2 separate regions of the Zea mays genome follow, and region 1 is linked to region 2. The links are chromatin contacts, called in public Hi-C maps. All regions are on one chromosome and are shown on one strand. Each heading gives the region's core, a stretch centred on a gene start, on an enhancer-like site or on the middle of the called end of the contact. The rest is flanking DNA. Distances are from core to core; before and after follow the strand shown. Region 1 has its middle 46 kb from the start of LOC103637126. Region 2 has its middle 29 kb from the start of LOC103637126.

What was found. Hi-C and Micro-C count contacts between places; a contact is called where the count stands out from the background.
Region 1: a contact with region 2 is called in a Hi-C map of leaf, with 7 times the contacts expected there. The contact joins two enhancer-like sites. A contact is called at or near these places in 9 of 25 Hi-C or Micro-C datasets (bundle sheath, ear, endosperm and 3 more).

What each region holds. Positions count from the first base shown.
Region 1 is chr8:98,846,042-98,848,999 of Zm-B73-REFERENCE-NAM-5.0, reverse strand. No RefSeq gene overlaps it. Among protein-coding and RNA genes, the nearest start is that of LOC103637126, 46 kb to the right of the region's middle. Within about 2 kb of position 1,684, at least 16 of the 20 cell types and tissues checked have an H3K27ac peak or open chromatin away from gene starts, as enhancers often do. A contact at or near this core is called in bundle sheath, ear, leaf and 1 more, where this site is marked.
Region 2 is chr8:98,770,914-98,773,859 of Zm-B73-REFERENCE-NAM-5.0, reverse strand. No RefSeq gene overlaps it. Among protein-coding and RNA genes, the nearest start is that of LOC103637126, 29 kb to the left of the region's middle. Within about 2 kb of position 1,264, at least 14 of the 20 cell types and tissues checked have an H3K27ac peak or open chromatin away from gene starts, as enhancers often do. A contact at or near this core is called in bundle sheath, ear, leaf and 1 more, where this site is marked.

The DNA.
Region 1 (2,958 bases), core at 435-2,934, 75 kb before region 2:
TATTCGATTCCCTCCTGGTCAAGGTCCAGATGCACATATATATTTTGTTCTCGATCTTAAAGCTAGAGCAAGGGTCTACAAATTTTAGGTTCCAGCGGCAACATCTGCATCGAGGATTGCTAAGGTGGGTGTTGCAGCTGGTGGCCGTGACCTGCCTCTCCCTGGCTGGCAAGATGGAGGAGACCCTCGTGACCTGACCTCCCTCCTGGACCTATAGGCAAGGCAACTAGAACACTACTTGCCATGCATACATGTCATTATGGCTATATGTTTAGTCCCAATAATAATTATGACTATCGTGAGTTCTTTCTTAATTAACTAAGGTTGATGAACATTGATTGATTATTGTTGATTGCACGTCATTGCAAGTTGACAACACCAGCAGATACAACTGCTTCGAGCCTAGGACAGTCGTATCATGGAGATTATCAACCTGATGGCGCTCAACTGGCGGCCCGGTCGTATTCGATTGTTAATACATTTAATAAACAGACATATGCAACTCTTACAAATTTGTACACTTAGTTTACATTTTCTTTTTTGGTGGGGGACAATTTTGTTTAGAGTCTAGGTATTTTTTTCTTCAGTGCAATTACTGGGAGATTTGAGCAATGCAAGTCTTTGAAATTTAAACATGCATCATTATTAAAGGTCTACCATGAGATATATGAAAACCGTTGCAACGCACGGGCACGACCCTAGTTATATATATGACTTGAAGCATGTATAAAGGAACTCATATAAACACATATAGATAAACAAAATATTTCTTGCATTCATGCTGAATCTTTGAAGTGTTGCAGGCCCATTTTCATTTTACACACTACCCACGTGGCCTAGCAAAGCCTCCCTCTCGGGCCCGGGCATGTGTGACACCGACGGCCCGGGCATGTGTGACACCGGCGGGTGGGCCCCATAGCGCAGTCGTGTGGTTCTATCCAGTAGATTCGTTCTTTAACCTCATAACTGAATCACGTGCATCTTCACTTAGTCGTGATCTCCGGATGCCGATCCACCGTGTTGAACTAGGGCTTAGGCTCTGTCCGCACCGGGACCTCCCCCTGGGAGTATATATACGAACCTATGCCAACACGTTTATCCAGTATGAACCCCATGACCACCTTTGGTGAGCGAAGAGAGAGAGAGAGAGAGGGTGCAGGGGGAGATAAAGAGGGCCACCGCTGGGCCAGCTCGTTGGTGCCATCGTCGGGGCGCATGTGTGCTCGAGGTGCTCCGTTGATGGCCTGTGGATGCCACCTTGGGGAGTTCGAAGGCTGTGGGCGATCAGTGCTCGGTGAATTTTCTCGTCGGAGACTAACTCCACCGCTGATCAACGCTGCCCCATGGCCGGTGGTCTTCGTTGCTCCAACTCCGGTGAATTACCTCCCAACTTGTTCGTGCCAGTCTCCGCATCGTATAACAATGGCTGGTGGTAAGAATTAGGCTCAGGGCTGGGGGTTGGTGCTACTCCGGCGAGGATCACCGCCGTGGAGCACAACGCCACCACATTTGGTGCTCGAGTTATGCATGGCTGTCCCTCGATCCATGAACGAATGGCTCAGATTTGATCGAAGATACCCCTTCGATGCCTAAGATCCGTGCCATCGATCTAGCGATGGACAGTGTGGGATAGATCATGTATCAATAAAACCTTGATCGTAAGATTTAGATCCGAGGGGTGGTGATTGCAACCGTTCATGTGGTAGGTCTTTTAATCCTGGCCATCGGTTTGAAATCCAACAGCCAGAGTCAACCCATACCCCTTCGGCTGATTCTTTTCTCTAAAGAGTCCCTAAAAGTTCACAAAATCAACCCATTGTCCCTCCACTGTAGGAAGAATTAGTATTTAAGCCCCTGGAATTTACAAATGAACCTTGGAACTTGGTTTTAATAATAAAAATAGCCCAGAAACGTAGATAATCCATATATTTAGCGTTTTAGCTCCGATTTGACCCATTCAAATTGCGTTAGCCTCACAATAATATTGCCTATGCTATAGTAGCATTATTTTACCAAGTAACATATTTCCAAAAATAGCTATTTGTTGAACCTATGTTAGTAAGTTAACTTTTCTAATCAAAATTAATATATCTATAATTATAAGTTGATTAAAATATGATTTCTAATTAAGTTATAACTTAGATTAAGATTAAACTAGTTATTTCTTTAGAATATCTTTCCCACGTGGTTTATAATAATAGTTTTATCGCTTAATCACTTATATCATTAGAAAACCATATCTATTCCACCGTAACTCCGATTTCAGTAATTCTCGAGTCTACGATCTTGTGGTGGCGTGTAGAATATTCTTACGCACTTTGTTCTCATGATTTGGTGTAATGTTACCATATCCATTATTTCCTTGATTGTATGCGTTGCTACGAGTAGAGGCGAGATGATGAGGAACCCAGTGCCCAACTTTTGGGTCAGCATCTGGACAACATGTTATCGCAAATCACAGGCAAGTTGTGCCCTTGATCACTCTTCTTTACCTAATAATGTTTCTATTAATCACTGTGGCATGCTTAGGTTAATTTGATGGGACCTAATAGGTTTTCCTTGTATTGTTCATCCCACACCTTGCAAACAAATGAACTATTGGGTATATTAGCTATTGCTTTGCTTGGTTTTGGGATTAATGTTATATCTGAATTACGATCGTGTTCCATTAATACTATTGGTTTAATTATTGTTCATGATAAGATTATTGTATTAATTGGAACATGGAGCTTAACTTGAGATAACAGTGCTACCATAAGGGTGGAATGGAACGCCCTTGGCCAAGTAATTAGGAAAGCTAGAGAGAGGTTACCTTACCCGAAAGGGGCAAGCGGGGAGTCCATCACTGCATAGTATAGGGAGGTCTCGGGTCGAACTGTCTGTAAAGCTTTTCGGTCGAGGGATTTCTATGCTTCCTTCTTCCTGAATCCGTAGCGGGTTTTCTCAAACTAGTGGAAC
Region 2 (2,946 bases), core at 15-2,514:
CAAGCAAACATACGCTAGCTGATTGTTTCTGCAAAAGGAGGAACGGAAGAGGGACCATCCGATTGTTTTTGTTCTCTGCGCAAAGTTGAAACTGGGGACGCACTACGCAGCACATGCGCCCATGGCGGCCGGCGCGACGACGACGACGAGGGACGAGGCCAGCATGCCACGATAGACTGATGAATGGGGAACACCGGGGGAGTAAAAACAATTGCGTCGTCGTCATGGGCATTCAGGAGGCGCAGCAAGTCTGGCCAATACTGGCGTGCTGATGGTTCGCCCTCTACCGGGGTTCTTTCAAAGATAAGCATATCTATCTATCAGGGGAAAATATCCTGTGCAATCATATATATTGGTGCAAGCGTGCAATCAAGCGGTTTGATGCATCTAATCTAGATCTAATGATGACTGTTATTTTATATTTAACCCCTTCCACCTAAAACATAGTACCTATTTTACTTTTAACCCTTCCATATGAAACCGTTGGATCTAGATTGGATGCTCTGGATAGTTTGATTGCACGCTTGCACCAAAATGATTGATTGCAAAGGATATGTCCTCATCTATCAGCGAGGACTGATTTGACGATCAGAAAAAAACGAAAACGAAGGGGACTGCAATTATTGACAGTGTAAGAGTTGACGCAACTGCACGTAGTAGTACTGTTCAACAAACAAATCAAATAAAAAAATACATAATCATGTACATGATAGCTCAAATATAGAAAAATAAACAGATAAAATTGACATAATGTAGTTCGAAGTTACTAATCACAAGGATATTATACAACCACTAATACAGTTTTTTTTTAAAAAAAATCAGCAGCATATTTCTTTTAGATATAATACGCAAGTCCACAAATATATAACAGATAATAGATAGTTGGCATTTAAATGTTCAATACTTTCACATCACCAAATGAAACAACTAATGGATATATTGTGCCCCCATACGGTAAAGCAATCAATTCGAGAAGAAATATACAATACGTTGTTCACCACGCGAATTATAGGGGTACCTTTTTACGTCAATTTGGCTAGCGGGAGTATTCTCGGCCGATTAATTTCATAGCCCATGTTAAGGTTTCTCCAATTTTTAAATACCTTTTGTCTCATGTTTCCATGCCCTCTAGTGTAACAAAAAAAAACAATTTGCAAATCTCTCGTGTCATTTGTTTGTTTGAAGTGCGAACACACGTACGTAATGGGCCATCCGTCATTGGGCCAGCAGGCCGATAGCGCAATGCGCCAAGGCAGAAGACGAAGTGCAGACGCTGGCCCGGGTACCCGACCGTCGGATACCCATATCCGATATGAGATATACGGATAGTTACTGGGTACTATGATTTTATATCCTACCTGTATCCAAATGGTTATTATGCGAGTAGTAACCGTATCCATTCTGGTAACAAAAATAACTGTATCCATATCTGAAAATTCGTGTTATTTCACTACCTGTATCTAGTATCCGATCCAGGTACCTGTCCCGTTTTCAACCCTAATCTTGCAGCTTCGTTTATAAGAGACGAACCGGTGGTGAAGTGAAAGTTGTTTCCCGTCCAATTTGATTTTTGTTTAGGAAGCCGTGATGTGCAGGGACATCCTTCTGACGATGGTATATGGAAGAAAGACCATCCAAAAAGCCCTCTTCTCACACCGATAAGGGTCACGAAACGTTGTGAGGATTGCAAGTCGGTGAAGGTTTCGATGTTCAAATTCTACCTAGAATCTATCACTAGTACAAAGAAGCTCTATAGAGGCAGTTCACAACCTATTTTTGCTAGTGTTTTCCAGAACCGTAAGCGCTAGTGGCCAATGGAAATAAATCTTTCCACTGACAGGTTTTTAAGTTCTTGGAGGAGAAGAAAGGGTATTTATACCAGAAATGTCACCCATGGCGGTTTGATTAATGAACCGCATGTGAAAATAGATTTTTATTGACGGTTAACTTAAAAAACCGCCAGTGAAACCGTGCATTTTCACAGGTGGTTCTCTTAATAAAACCGTCAGTGAAAAACACATTTTTACCGACAGTTTGTCTGTGAATATGCATGGTTTTCGCTGGTGGTTTTTTTTAAGTTAACCTTCAGCGAAAATGTGTTTTCACTAGCGGTTCTGTAAGTCGAGGCTACTTGTTGGGGTCTGTTTCTCTGCCGAAGATCCTCAGGATGAAGAAACCGTTTGTAATTTATTTTGACAAAGATACATCAAAGGAACTGAGTGCCGAAGCTGTGACAGACACGCAAGAAATACATCGAAGCTTCGGCAAGAACTAAAGCTTCATCTTAAGATGATCACGAAGGTCATACATGAAATCAAGACAGCAATAAAAAGACATGTTTATCCTTGATATTTGTATTAGAGCAATGTATAGATATCAGGGTCATAATTGTAATTTTGTTTGGACCGCGTCCCATGCCTATAAATAGATGAACAGTACCCACATATTGTTCATGCTTTTATTGGAAGGCTGTACTAGCATTCTCTCCTTCGAGCAAGCCGAATATACAAATATAATATACAACTTGTATCACTTTATTAACATATAATACAGATTTTGATATTATTCTGACATGCAATATGAAATGAATGCTTGTTATAATATTACATTGTAATATTATTCGTATGAAAAATGAAGACCTATTCTTCATGACCTTTGTCCAAGATCCATTATCTTTGCAAGAAGATGATGCTTCGAAGGACGAAGGTACTTAACATTTAACATTTTATGTTGCCTTGTTTTAGTACACTGGCACGCATTAACGACATCCGCATGTATAAATTAGTGTGCACCATAGATATAGAGCCGTTTTGTACTAGTGTATGTTAAAATAGAGGATAGGAAGCTACAATATAAAGAAAAAAGTGAATTAAAGAATGAGGGGTATAAAGGAATCTAGAGAACAAATCTAGTTTTTAGTTTTTTTACACTAACTTTAACACAGCC